2 separate regions of the Mus musculus genome follow, and region 2 is linked to region 1. Evidence: chromatin contacts called from public Hi-C data. All regions are on one chromosome and are shown on one strand. The core of a region is the stretch at or near the end of the contact, and the rest is flanking DNA. Distances in the headings are between cores, read along the strand shown.

Region 1 (7,524 bases), core at 2,499-4,998:
TGTCAGGGCCAGAAAGCCACCATCTTGAACCAAGGCTGGTAAGATGGCCAGAAGAGTATGACAACCCCAACCTGGTGTCCCCACTGAGCCCTCCGTATGAACACAGGTCCTTTCATCTGTGTCTCGAGTGCCCAGTCATCACCTTGTGTCTAGCACAATCTTCATGTTTTTTCTGAACGCCTCACAGAGACAACCGAGACTCAGAAGGGTTAAGGGACCCTTTCTCCAGATGGAAATGGAAGGCTTGAATGTAGACTGTCCCCCATTGGCTTGTGTTTGTCTCCAGCTGGTGGTATTGTTTTGGGGAGGTTATTGACCTGGAGTGTAGGTGGCCGATATCAACCTCTAAGGTCAAGGCCTTCCTGGCCAGGCCTTCTACTACATTAACTGAAACTGAGTCAAACAACAACAACAACAACAAAGCCATTTTCTCCTGTAAGTTCCTGACAGATATTTGTACCGGTAATGAGGAAAGGTAACTGATACACACAAGGATTTGAACCCAGGCCGCAGGTCAGGCCTGGAATCGTTCCATCTAAAATGAGGAAGTGACTAGAAAGGAATGATCTCTTCAGTTTTCAAATGCCTCCAACTCCACGGTCCTGTCCTCTCACAAAGAAACAGGCTGTGAGGGAAGGCAGGCAGACCCTGTCATTGGGTACAGGAGCTTGCTGGGACAATAGGGTCTGACTAGTCCCAGTTTAGTCATCTTGGGCTTGCCTACCCAGAAGTTCACACTCTCACAATGGAATGCAGCCACCTCATCCAGCCCAAACCCCCCTCAGTCATCCTTTCCAATCTCAGTGGCTCCCAGCCTAGGGACAGGAAATGACTCTCACACACAAAGAGGCGCTAAAGTCTACCCATGAGATCACCCATAATCCCTTGCTTGTGTTTCTCGGTTAAGCCACTATCAACACCCTGTGGGAAAACAGGTTTTCTTTATTCCTTGTTGTGAGAGTAAAAATCAATACAAGCTCTCTGGAGGGCCATCTGGTAGTGCCATTAAAAATACCAAGCACCCATGACCCAGCCAGGCCAAGTCCATGTGACGGACATGCTGCATGTACCCCATCAACCACAGCTATGCTGTTTACAATACTGAATGGTGAGAGGCAACTTACAGGGGACAGGCTAAATAAAGTGCATCACAGAGATCTTGCACACACTCAAGGCCAAGATCAATGAACCTGAGTGTTGTAGATGTTCAGAGACAGGAAGAGAATCGTGGTATATTATCCACAGAAGGCAAGGGGGAAAACGCACACGGCGCGCTCCCATCTGTGTGGGGTATATATAAAAATATATATGGAAGTGAATATTTATGGATATGTTCATGTTTGCAGAGTCTGGAGTGGGACATGAGACGCTCGTCATCCTCTCCACGTCTGGGAAGAAGAGCTGGGTGAGCTGAGCCGGGCATGGAGCGGGAAGAGGGAGGTACGTGCGTCATCGTTCATGCCTTTTGAGACTTTTACCTTGTTCATGCACGGCCTACTCAAAAAAACCAGATCAAAACTAAGACTATTTTCAAAGTGCGTGTAACAAGGTGATTTTTTTTTGTCTTTTCTGAGATCTGACTTTATATTTTCTGCCTGCTCCAACTCCTTGCCTCTAGGTTTGTGGCAAAGCTCCCTGGCTCTTGTTTTTCCTTTGTTACCAGGAAAAGAGGATTTGAAGACACAAGAGATGCTTTCAAGTTGAAAAAAAAAATGAAAGGCTCCCACCTCACCACTCCAGTTGAGGGGAGGACAGAGGCTGAACCCTTCACAATCCCATGAAGGAGGGGAACTCACAAGACCTAGCTACCCTTGAGACCCAGGAATCCACTGGGAGCTATAGGGGGAGACAAGTGGGAGACGAGGAATTGGGTTAAAGGTCACTCTACAATCCAGTGTGAGCACAGGATCCTGCCTATATGTGTGCAGCACAGGGTTCCACACACCAACCTGTGTGGGGTAATATGTAGAGCCTCAGGGACATTGACAGAAAACTTAGGGAAGGAGACGGCTGTGCACTCACAGAGAGGGGTCCTTCATCTGCTCAGCCAAGTGGAAACCCAAGGTCAAAGTCACACTGATTTTCAGGAAAACAGAGTGTGGTTCCTTGCATCAAGTCAGGGGTCTGCGCTGAGTGGTCTCCATTGGCCCCTCCCACCGACTACATAGCCTTGGCCCTGTCTCTGGAAAGGCGGAGGCTCCATGGTAAAAGTTAAGCCATGGGAGACACTATAGGAGAACTGGGAAGAGGAGGGATCCCCCTGTGCCATGCACTCTATGAAGCTATGAAGCTCCAGCTATGGATGCCATTTTGGTCAGCTGGGCATCAGGTCCCTTTGCAAGGCTCTCCTCCTGCCATGTAGTTTAGGAGCCTTCCCTCTGCTGGACCTCTGACTGAGTCCCAGGCTACATTCTATAGCTGTGAGCTCACCATATCCTCCAGGGCAACCTTTGACTTTGCACTTCTTTGACAACCACAGTCTGTCCACAGTCTCCACTCTACCTACCTCTACCCTTGTTTCCTCTTTCCTTCCAAACTCAGCCATTTCTGCCTTTCTGTTGGCAAACATTCCCCCTTCCCCTCTCACCATGGAGCCCTTGCATCTCTGCTTCCTAGGTCTGGACATTTTTATACTGCACATGTAACACAAATTTCTTACAGAAACATCCATGTTCCTTCCTCCTTGAGGTGGGAATGTCCCATCCACTCATCCTTACACATACACACAAACACACACAGACACACACACATACACACACACACTCACACTCACACACACACACACACACAAAGCAGCATAGCTCTCTTTCCTGGGACAAATCCTTACAATTGTTTTTAATTTTTAAAAAAATTTTGTTTTATGTGTGTAAGTATTCAGCCTGCATGTGTGTCAGTGTGCTACTGCATGCCTGGTGCCTGTGGAGGCCAGAAGAGGGTTCTGGATGCCTTGGAACTAGAGTTAGAGATGGTTGTTAGCTGCCATATGGGTTCTGAAAATTGAACCTGGGTCCTCTGGAAGAAAAGCCAGTCCTCTTAACTGCTAAGCCAACTCTGTAGCCCAAAAATGCTTTCAATTTGTGTGTGTGTGTGTGTATGTGTGTGTGTGTGCTCACATGAGTGCATGCACACACACACATGTCCAAGCAGACAAATATCAGCACTCATGCCCCATGGCACACATATGGAGAACAGAAGACAACTTGTGGGAACTGATTCTCTCCTACAGTGTACGTTCCAGGGATAAAATTTAGGTTGTCAGCCTTGGCAGCAAGCACCATTATCTGCTGAGCCATCTCTTCAACCCACAATTGTAATTTTTTAGTTATTTGAGGACTCTCTCCTCCAGCTCCCAGACTGTAAAACCCTTAGGAGATAGACTGTGTTCATTTGGCTCTGCTCTGTTTTATCCCCAGAGACTACCACAGCCCTGGATAATAAAGGTATTCATTAAATATTCTTCAACAAACAAGCCAACAGACTAATGATTTGCTCCCATTCTGCACCACAAGCATCAGAACTGCACCCAGCCACTACACAGCAGAGACGCTGTGCAGGGAGAACTGCATCTGCTCTCATGGCACATGCTAGCCAGTGCACACTAGTGCACACAACCATGGAGGTAGGGGGAGCGAATGCACACAGGAGCACAAAGAAAGGAAGCATGCCAGGCCCAAACATACGCACACACGCAAGAAAAAGTGCTCCCAAGGCGGACGTCTGCCACCCTGAGCTCATTAAAGCCGGCTAAATATAGCCTGTCTGCAGCTGTGCTCAGCAAGCTGCCCACACAGGCCAGGAAAAGATACCAGTTACCAGGCGGAGGAGGGGAAGGCCAGCTGTGGGAAAGGGGCTTTGAACACCGTGCCGGGAGGGGGAGTCATCCCAAATGGACTATGAACTGAGGGCTTATTGGGAAGGAGGCCTAGGCAATGGGGTACGGCATCAACCTTGTCCAGTGGGGAGGGTGATGTCCGCTGCCCTCAACACCTGAACTGAGGATCCAAGTTCAGACTAGAGCCAGGGCCTGGAGCCTGGACTCGGGCCCTGGATATGTCAGGCTCTGCCCAAAGCTAGGGTATCAGTGGAGACGCAGGGTCGGTCTGGGGTAAGAAAACTGGAGCTTAGCATTAGTTACTGCCAGATTCTGGTCCATGAACTAGAGGAGGTTAGAGGAAGCACTGCACTCTGATCTGAAAGCATGGCTATTCCACCGTACTGTCCCTTAGGGAGGCCAGCATGTGTCAAGTTCCTGTTGTAAGCCATGTGGGCTCCACCCGAGCCTGAGGGACACAGTAGGTAAAGGTAAGAGGGACACTCTTTCCATGCAGAGGAAGCTCCAGATATTCTTACGTGTCCCTTTCCTATGAACAGTCTGGACCCAAAGGGATTGAGGGTGGGGTTGTGGGGTTAGGGGTTGATGGCTGGTCATGAGACTTCCTTCAGAAAGTAGCTGTGCAACAGGACAGACAGAGCACTTCTCCAGGTACCTGGGGCACCTGAGAAGGAGAAGCTGCAGGAAAGGAGAGAACTTGGATCCAAATTGGCCAGGCACGGGTAACCTCTGAGGTTATCGGAGCAGAGCTGGCAGAATGGCTGCCTTCCTCAGAAGTCATCAGCTCCTGTCCATCTTTGTTTTTACCTTGTGACCCTGAAATCATGGTGTCAGCCCTTCCACACTCGAGATTTAATGGGTATCAGAGAGCAAAGCCTAGGCAATTTCCACCACACCAAACAGCTACTGAGCCAGAGGGACAGGGGAGGCCTTTGGGGGCACTTGCGTGGGGTGTGAATAGAGACAGTGGACTCCCCACCCTATAGACAATGCAAGAAGCCCATGGCAAGGACAGGACCACTCTCTACACGTAGCATGACATCCAGTCTCTGCAGCCATGGAGGGGGAAGTGAGGGGAGAGTCCCCAGGGACCTGCGTCCTTCCTACTGTTTGCTAAGGAGGTTGCTTCTGCCCTTCCACTGGGATGCTGGGATGGGTGGGATCTCAAGCCTCTCCACTGTCCCGTGAGAAGCTCGAGCTACCGGAGATCATTCTCTAGAAAGGACAGGGGCTTGCATGCACACACACAGTTAACATCCAAACTGACTCAGCAGAGACACACAGATGAAAGGAGACAGGGGACAGGGAGCACTAGGCAGCGAGTGAGCGAGTGAAACAGGCAGGGTTAGAAGGGCAAGATTTCCTACAAAGACCTCCCTGTCACTCCTAAGGACAGGAGTGGGAGACACTGGAGCCATGGAGGCCAGCATGGGCAGCGTAGTCAAAAGAAGGATTGGCTTCCGATAGATGAGAGAGAGAAGAGGAGGCTAACCTGAGTTCTGCTGGAGGCAATGAACTGCCCTGGGGGCCAATTTGGCAAGGTGGTGGTGGTGGTGGTGGTGGTGGTGATAGTGGTGAAAATGGTGGGGGTGATGTCTGGAAGGAGCCCAGGTTTGGACTTTGGGTTTGTGGAGAACAATACTCTTCTCTCTGAAGGGGAGAATAGTGCAGTGAGCTTTGGTCTCTTAGGACCTGCAGGACCAGAGGAAGGCTCACTCAGGCACATGGGAAGTATCTGAAAATGTCCCTGTTATCACCAAGCAATGAAAGGCAGAAACACAAAGAGATACGGACAAAGGAAACCAGAGAACAAAGAGGCAGCAGCAGAAACACCTAGAATAACAGACCCACAGGGACTCCATGTGCCAACAGAAGAAAGGGCTGGGCCCCAGTCCTGGTCATGATTTGCAAGGCAAGCTGGAAGAAACGGCCCAGGCCCCCTGCTCCCCAATTCAAGCCCCTTCCCTGTCCTCACACCTGGCCATTCCCCCAGTTTCTTCCCACCTTGTTCTAAATAGCACAAGTGGTCTTGGGATTCCAGGCCGTCTGTCCGGTAGCAGACAAATGTAGGACTCTGTAGAAGCCACCAAGGATCAGGGAGTCCTGAGCACACAAGTCCCAGAGCTGCTAGACATAGGCTGAGTAACCTCCCACCACCCATTAGTTAGCATTTTATCATTGTAACCAAATGTCAAAGAGAAACAGTGTCAAGGTGTAAGGGTTTATTGGGGCTCAGGTATTTTTGTGGTGTGGTAAAAGATGGCAGAAAAATGTGAAGTCACAAAGTTGTTCACCTCAAGGTACCCAGGAAGCAGAGGCAGGACAAGGAGCTAGAGACAAGATATAATCCCCAAGAAAATGACTCCAGTAATTGCTGCCACCTTCCAGTGGTGACATCAAATTATGAATCTATCAGTTCTTAGTGGTTGGACCCTCCAGTTGAAGACCAAGCCTTCTTCTTGTGATCCCAGGGCCAGGGGTGGGCAGGGCAGGAGGTACCTCATATCTCAACCATAACGGGAGAAACACTGTTTCCATGATGGTAGCAGAGAGTCAGTGTAATGGAGCTCCAAGAGATGCATGCTCACATCTGGCCCAGAGGTTCCAGCTGTGAAGCCTTATGCAAATGCAAGGTATGAGACCCTTTCTGTGCATCTGTTATCCAGCCTCTGACACCCTCAGCTGACCCAGAAAGCAGGGAGTTTGGCCATCTTTCCGAATATAACACATAGACCTTCTTTCTCCCTTTAAAGCCCAGACATCACAGCGCCACTCCCTGGTGGCAGGGATCCGATTCCTCACCCAGAGTAATATCTTATTTTCAGAGCTTTAAAATACCCAGTGGAAAAGCGCGTTCTAAATGTAAGCCGTGGATATTGCCTTCTTAAATTCAGGTCACTAACGTTTATTTTGCCCATTTAGGATTTAAAAATAAACAAACACATTACCACCAATTACCACCACCACTTCATAGAAGAAAAATGATTTTAATGTCTGAAATTGTAGGCAGGACATAATTATAGAGTTATGTGAAAAGCATTACTCTCAGTTAAAGACTTTTGCCATCATAGAAAAGGAGGTTACAGTGTAAGTTTTCCTCCCTGCCAAACATACTGGGTTTCAACTTGGGTAGCATCAGCCCAGACAGCCACCAAGACACACATTTTATGGCTCTAAAATTCTTCTTAACATCAACTGATATTTTTTTCCTTCATAAAAAAAATCCTCAAGGAGCAGGATACAATAACAGCCTTCAGCAATATAATTTTGACCAAAATCTATAACCGCAAAATAAAAAAAAGACTTTGCTGCTATTGAAATGCAATTTTTTCCCAGGGAGGCTCCGGAGACACTAAGCATTCTGTCAATTCAATTGTGTGTGTGGGGACTGTGGGGAAGGGAGCTGTGACCTGCCTCTTGGTGACAAAGCCTGCTTCAGATGGCTTGTTTTCACCTTCAAGTTACTGCTAAAGGCTCAGCAGCAGCAGCAGCAGTCATAATGGTACATGCCTGTACTCCTGGCACTTAGGAAGCTGAGACAGAGAGATTGCCAAAAGTTTGAGGTCAGCTCAGACTACACAGTGAGACTCTGTCTCTAAGATAAATATTTTTTTTAAAAAAAAGGTAATCTGGGCTCTTGGTGATTTTTTGCTGTTGTTGTTTTGTTTTTTTGTTTTTTTAACTTCTTGGCA
Region 2 (7,524 bases), core at 3,122-5,621, 68 kb after region 1:
AGAATTCTGCAAACATCCTGGTAGCTGGCCCAGTCTCCATGGTCCCCAGTTCCTGCTTCCCGTGTGCACCCGAGTAAGCAGTGTTTGCTTGGCTTTTCTAGGTCAAATATAGCTTAGACTTGGTGAGCCTGATGTTGGGAGTTTGATGGAAGGCAGAACCCAAAGGGCCAGTACTTAAGTACTCTTGTCCCCCCTGGAACGCAGATTTCTGAGCCAGAACTTCTTTGGAATTCTTCCATGCCCACAGACTCTCTTGCACTGAGAAGCAGACTAAAGGTACTGAAGGCCCCACCCCAGCTAGGGGCAGGAACATACAGGGGGTTTCTCAGTACAGGCTCAGTGACCTGGAGCCCAGGAGTGGGAGGCGCATAGGAGGCCTCACCAAGACAAAGGAAGTTGGGGGAGGGACTTGTGGGTGGGATGCTTGGGAAAGAAGCAGGTCTGGGCTAGGGAAGGAGGCAGGACCAGGACACAGAGAGGGGGAGGGCAACTGGCAAGTGTAGGTAAGACCCACAGAGAAGAGCAGGAGGGGGCAAGGTGGAAGGCTGCACGAGGGCAAAGGGCCCACGGTGCCAGGGGAGCAGGGAGGTTGTGTGGGAAGAGGATTGTCAAGAGCACAAAAGGTGGAGGTGGGCAGCCAGCCTCTAAGCCCTGCCCCCGGAACAGCCATGGGGCCTCATGGTTGTGCTGCAAAGGTGCTTTGGAACCCACAGAGTGGGCCTTCGAAGGCTCTACACAGATGACTTTAAGGCATTAGAGTGGGAAAGGGAGAGACCAAAGCTGTAAGACCCAGGGCCAGGGGAATGAATGATTCTATGGGGAGAGGCTGGATCTTTGAGGCCTGAGCACGGGTGCTCTGGGAGGGGGCTGCAGCAAGGTCAGGAGCCACTGGAGAGAGAGATGCTAAGATCTTCTCCAGGGCCATTCTTAGTTGGTGATACATGAGACCCTGATGGGGGGAAAAAAATCAGCCAGGGAGACTGGGCATGCCCAGCATTCTAGGAAGGGGAACAATTAATAGGGCATGTGCAAGCTCTAGCTGGACTGAAGATATGCCTGGGGCCCTGGGTGGATGATATAAGCATAATGGGGCCTATGGTATAGGAATAGAGGCCTAGAAGACTAGAGAGGGGACTCAACACAGAGCTCCTGTGAAAGGAGAAGATGGGCTGCTCGTAGGAGGGGCCCTTACTAAGAACCCAGAGTAAACGCACAGGAGACTGGTTGACAGGAGTCCATGAAACCTAGGCCCTCCGCTGTTGGCTACTGAAGGACACACCCATGTTGAATCTGACTAGAAACAGCTCTAGCACCAACCGAGACCCCCACGGGATGTCAGCACTGATGAATACAGCTAGATTACTGCCTTCCTCTGTTTTATATGGGCCCAAAGAAGCAGGGGCTTGCTTAGAGGAAACCCCAGAAGCAGGGCCTCTCAATCCCCAGAAGACCACCAGAAAACAGGCGTTTATATTACGATTCGTAACAGTAGCAAAATCATAGTAATGAATTAAAGAGGAAAATAATTTTATGGTTGGAGATCACCACAACATGAGGAACTGTAATGAAGGGCCGCAGCATTAAGAAGGTTGAGGACCACTGCTCCAGAGGGTACCTACATGGTGACCAGTGTCACAGTGCGGATACACTTGCCTTTCAGTCATTGCAGGCAACTCCTACCAGTGTCAAGCTAAGACACCAACATTACTCAGGGGGAATAGGGGGCTTCCTGACATGGCTCTGCTTCTCTGTGGTCTGTCTTCCACCTCTCACCCTGTGGCCACTGGGTCCCCTCCCAGTACTGCCTCTTTTGCCCACTCTCCTGGGTGGCACAAGAATGATGATCATACTAAGGAGAAGGGGAGCAGGTCACCTTATCCTCCCCACCCCAACTCACTCCTCTGTCAGTTCTCTAGCCCTGGGCCTGGCCCACATCCAATTAACAGGAGCAGCCGGGACGGACATCCCCTGTGCCCCAGTCTAAGTAGAGGGAGACAAGTTTTCCACAATGAGTTGGAAGCCAATGGCAGTGGACCTCAGGGACAGGGGCCAATGTGCACACCCCTTGATGGCCATCTGCCAGGGTCACACAGGTCAGCACGTATTTGTAGACTGTACTGAGTGTGATTCATCCCCTATACACTAATTCAAATGTACCTGCAGAGCAACCAAGTGCTAGGCCGAATCCCTGCCCTCAGTCTAACAGAGACAAGGAGCAAACAGGTGACTGACAGTAGTCTGGCCGGCAGTGAAAGTCAGCCTATGGTGGAAGGGGGCACTAAAGAGCACACAGGCACCTCAACGAGCCTGGGGCAGCTCACGGAGCACAAACACGCTCAAGTGGAACAGGCCATGAGAAAGCTGAAGGGAACTAGAGAATGACTCACGTGTGCTCAGCCTTAGTTCACGCAGCAAACATTCTAGTGCTCTGGCTGCAAGGCTGTATGCAGGAACATTAAGAGAGTCGGAGGATTTAATCTTCATTTCCAAATTCTTATTTCTTGTGGCTCACTTTTGTCTCACTGTGACTGCAAGTCTGGGCTCCGAAGCAGACCCTGGACACGGGGCAGGGATGAGGCTCACCCACCTGAGCTAGTGAGGGTCACCTGGTATAGGAGGCTGGGTCAGACCTGTAAGAACAGGCTACAGCAGGACGTACTCAGCAAAGGCTCTGCTCCAGAGGCAGTGTCTAGGATACTGAGTGGGGACAGGGAGAGGAAGGAGCACATGACACAGTAATCTTCATGGGAGAGTGACTCCATGACCGTGGCCTATCTTATGACATCAGGCTAGATGGCCCAGATTCTCCCTTCCTGCTCTCATCTATCAATGGGGGTGTGGTGGTGTCTCTCACACAGAGTGCACCCCACATTAAGTTATGCAGGGGACATTTTTAGTACAATACTCTAGTATGTGCTCAATAAATGTTAGGTTTTATTAGCATTCCTTTTTCTCTGAGGTGGCAAATAGTCTACTATGTTCATATCAAATACAAAAGTATTCCCTTCCCAGTGGTTCCTGTAAATTCCATTTCACATTACCTGTGGGAAAAAGGAGATGTAAATTACTTCAAATAGACATGTTCACAATTTAAAATACTGAGTTTATTTTTTTTTAATCAGCACAGTAAAAACCGCAAATGACAAATGAGGACTACCAATGACAAGGGATTCTACCGGTTCAAGTGTACATGTTTAACTCTCCAGACTGAAGACCTATGAGTCCCTTGATGTCCTTTCCGAGGTTATGTAGTATTAAACAGGAAGGTACCTTAGAAACCACCCCAGGAGACCATGTCGAGGCGTCTGTGGTAACAGACTCACATTCGTCCTTGGGTGTCTCTCCCTTTGTTCCTTACCCTTCCTTCACCAAGCCTCCCACAAATAGCTGAGGCAAACGGATCCAGGAAAAGTCTTTTCGGGTGACTGCCTATTTGTACGCACATTCCTTTTCTGTTTCTCAATCCCGAGTCCTGAGGACCTTGCCACCGGGACCTAAGAGCCTTCAAAGGCCACGCAGCATCGTTGGTCCTCAGAAGAGCCCAAAGTCCTCAAGTCACCGGCTTGATTCCCTCCTCCAGATGGGATGCTCCATGGTGCAGACGCTTCTGCTCTCTGGGAGTGAGCTGGCATGGGGAAGGCCTGTCTTCAAATTCTTCTATATTCAGAGAAATGCTTTTTATACTAGCATGTGTCCAAACAGCAATAAGTGACTCTGAGAAACTGAGAACGTGAAACACCCTAGAAAGTGAGAGCCACGGAGCAAGGTGTGCTTGGGCCTGTGTGTTCCGTGTGCCCGTGCGCTGGGCTCCCCACTTCCACTGCCACTGAGCAGAGGCTTAGTGGCACCACCACTCTGCATTCCATGTAGCTTGCCGCCCAGGAAGGCGACACCACCAGTGACAATGTGATGAGCACACTTGCCAACAGGAGCCAGGTGCTGGGACCAGACAGTAACGGCACTTGGATTAGCACTGATCCCTCCACCCCCATGGGTTTAACAGAGGCTGGAATCCCTATGTGAAATATCTTTATCCATTACCTTTCAAAACATTTTGATTTCCAACTGAGTCAGAGGAAAATTATACATTCTGAAATGTTGTACCTTTCTAATTGTCTCATGCTCCTCAGGCGCTAGCAAATGTAACCCACCTTTTTATAACTTCTAGAAGCACTGCTAAGACAAGGAGAGGGTGAGCTCCCTGGCATCCTTCAGTGGGCAGCTGAGGACAGAGATTCCCCCACGGGCTGACAGCGGGTGGCGCTGACTCTCCGGCAGTGATCTGAGGGCCCTGCCTGGACAGCTCTCATGCAGCGGCCTCTAGGAACTCTGAGGTGAACACAGCTTCTGCATAGTCTTCACACACATCCTGCAGTTCTGCAGCCACGGCCCCCAGTGCTTCATCTACCAGCTCATCTGAAAAGCTGGAAGACAAAGGACACAGCTGAAGGCGTGGGCAGCCAAACACAGAGCTGTTCAGTATTCATGAAAACCTAGTCAATCAGCTCAGAAACTGTGTGGAGATCAAAAGCCCGTAAGAGCCAAGATGTTTCTGGAAAAGAAAAAGAAGGGAGGGGGCGGGGGAGGCCTGGCTCTCCCAGATATTAAGATGGTAGCACCTAGAGCCCCAAGCCCTGCAGGATCACCAAAACAGGCAGAATGGACCTCACCCTTGAGATGGCTGAAATCAGAGCTGACTGGAAATGAATAAGCTGGCCACAGTCCAGCCCAGCTCAGAGGAGATGCGTGCTTTCTCTGTAGGAAAGGGCAAGGTCCTCCATATCCCAGAAACCTTGACATAAACATATGCATGTATACACAATACACATCCTTTTTTATTTGAACTGTTAGAAACTATGTTGAAAACCTGGAATCCCTCAAGAACTTCAGTGTGTCCTAGAAAAGACACTGTGTAGACAACTGTAGTAACATTACCGTAAACCATTATCTAATCTTACATACAGACTTTATTCAAACCTTGACATCCATCCAAATAAGGCCCTTAAAACTTTTTAGAATCCAGGATCCAATCCAGGCTATTTAGTTGTCATGTCTCTTAAGATTTCTTTCCTTTAAAATACGTTCCTCAGTCTCTCTTTCAGACCAGAACATTTTTTTGGAGAGTAAAGCTTTTTCCCCTCATTGTCCTCATATCCTGGGTTGTTTAGTATTCTCTTATAATCACTGTCAGCTGCATAGTTCTGGAACAGATGCAGAAGGGGGATGCTGTATCCCCTCAGAGCTTGTCCCTTCACTGGTGACTGCTGAGTTTCGCTACTCAGATATGGTTATGTCTGCCAGGCTTCTTCCCTTATAAATTACTATTTTCCACCTATAACTAATACATAAATCATATGGCGATATTTTCAGACTCACTTGGGGTTTTTAGAGCTTCTTCTGTCTTCGTGGCCTTTGTTACTATGGAGATGACAGCTCTGTCGCTCTGGACACTGTTTCAGAATCCTTCTCTTACTCTCCTTTCCCAAGGCAGAACCTCACATGATTGCCTAGTTGCCCAGTTCACTGTTCATCTTTAATTATGCCTTTACACACACCCTCACACACACACATCACCCACACCCCCACACCCCCACACACATCACCCAACACACCCACACACACACACACATCACCCACCCACACACACACACACACACACAAACACACACACACGCTGTTCCACATTCCAAGCTTCCAGGTTTCCCTTCTATTGTGTCCAACTTGCTATTGTGCCTATCTAATACATTCCTCATTTCAGAAACTATGGTTCCCTGCCTCCCCCACCCACTACCCCCATGGATGTATGTTTGGATTCTGGCGAGCTCCCAGGCCTCTGGCAGAATTCTAGGTTGAGTCTCCTATTTCTACCCAGCAGGCAGCTCCTTGAGTCTATAAAGTTTCACTATTTGGAGCTGCTGTGGATGTGCTGTCTGTTGATTGCTTCTCTGTTGCCTGGCTATTTTCACTATAAAATAGACATTGTTTATGAACATTACAGAAGTAAACAAAGCCTCCTATGATATGATTTCCTCCAGAGAAGATATGTTTGTTTACATATGGGGCCTAGGGAACAACAGTGTCTAGAGTCACCTCAGCAACTGAGAAGATGTGATATTCAGTGGGGTCCCTACGAAGACCCATTTATACCCAGATCACCTGACCTTCCAGAGAATGCAACCTTTCAAGGTTTCAACTGGAAGTGATACAAGGCTTGGGGATGTAGCTCAGCAGCAGAGGGTTGGCCCAGAGTATACAAGGTCCTAGGTTCAATACCAGCACCATAACCAACAAAGTGAAGAAACTTCAGTTTCAGCTATTAACTGTGGGCTCCAGCCTCTGTCTTCTGGTCTCAGGAGGCTGTGGCAGTGCTCTCCTCCAGAGTGAACCATTCAGCACCACACCGTGGGCTGTGCTCTCTTCTCCAGGGTCCTGACCTACTTGTTCTTCATTACCTAGTTAGTATCTTGATACCTTCAAATGTATGCATTTTATTTTTAATCCAGCTTTTCTATTAACAGCTGCCCTCAGGGGAAAAGAGGTCTAAATCACCACACGTGTCATTTCTGGAGGCAGAAGTGACCATCTCGTCCTGTGTTCCCTTCACTCTCTATATATCCCCCACCACTGCTTCTCCACCCAACTTTGAGGGAAACACAAGGGCACGGCTCATTCATTCGCACAGCAGGTGGCAGGCCAGGGGTTTCCTTTCTTCACCCTGCCTCAAAGCAACATGGCTCCTAAAGCCCCCTGTCTTCCCCTTTCTGTCTGGACTGGCTACTACCTATGCTCACTGGTAATGTCCCGGGAAATGTTTTTTGCCATTTTTCTGAATATCCCACGTTGGAATCTAGGTTCCCTGAAGTCCTAAGTTTTCATTCTTAGTGTACGTCTTGCCTGGCAAGCACATGGCCTCCAATAACTTAAGAAGAAACAGTGTAGGATAGTGAAAGCTCAGAAATATATAAAACAAGAGGCATATTTAAAACTTAAGAAAAAAATATAAGCAATCTCCTACTTTGCTCACTGATGAAAAGCGCCTTGCACTTTGTACTAAAGTGGAACTCAGAGCAGGGGCCCGGGGTGCAGGGAATGAATAAGAGCAGTGCAGTCAGAGCTTGCCAGTGGGTCTCAGTCTCGAGGATTCATATGGCTGTTTCCTGCCCAGCAAACCGTGTGCTCTCTGATAGAGTACAATCCTCACCATCAGCATCAACAAATTAGCCCCAACTTAAATATCTGTATTCATTCACTGAAGCCCTAACTCCCAATGTGATGGCCTGAGCCTAGAAGGAAATGAAGTTCAAATGAGGTCACAAGGGTGGACTCTTCATCATGGGAATGGTGCCTCAAGAGGAGGAGAGAGGGGACCTCTGTCACTAGAGGACAGAGCAAGAAGACAGCTGTCAGCCAGCCAGGAAGGGGACACTCACCAGACACTCCCATCTTAGATAGTTCCCAGCCTCTAGACTGTGAAAAATACAGTCTTGTTGTTTTTAGTCCCTGAGTCTACAGTGTTTTAGGGCA

The links. Hi-C and Micro-C count contacts between places; a contact is called where the count stands out from the background.
Region 2: a Hi-C map of rod photoreceptor shows a contact between it and region 1, with 1.7 times the contacts expected there. The contact joins two enhancer-like sites. A contact is called at or near these places in 1 of 15 datasets of contacts at CTCF or cohesin (pro-B cells), 13 of 484 Hi-C or Micro-C datasets (the 63-12 cell line, embryonic fibroblasts, embryonic stem cells and 6 more), 1 of 115 datasets of contacts at active chromatin or transcription factors (epiblast stem cells) and 2 of 9 other capture datasets (adipose tissue and pancreatic islet).

The regions. Positions count from the first base shown.
Region 1 is chr11:72,083,158-72,090,681 of GRCm38.p6, forward strand. All of the region lies in intron 4 of Pitpnm3 (PITPNM family member 3), which reads right to left. Among named protein-coding and RNA genes, the nearest start is that of Gm46286, 36 kb to the left of the region's middle. Within about 2 kb of position 3,749, at least 96 of the 459 cell types and tissues checked have an H3K27ac peak or open chromatin away from gene starts, as enhancers often do. A contact at or near this core is called in rod photoreceptor, where this site is marked.
Region 2 is chr11:72,151,015-72,158,538 of GRCm38.p6, forward strand. It overlaps 4933427D14Rik (RIKEN cDNA 4933427D14 gene), which reads right to left. Exons shown (of 19, transcript NM_001361564.1): 19 at 2,915-4,424. The coding sequence ends at 4,307. Among named protein-coding and RNA genes, the nearest start is that of Pitpnm3, 19 kb to the left of the region's middle. Within about 2 kb of position 4,372, at least 47 of the 459 cell types and tissues checked have an H3K27ac peak or open chromatin away from gene starts, as enhancers often do. A contact at or near this core is called in rod photoreceptor, where this site is marked.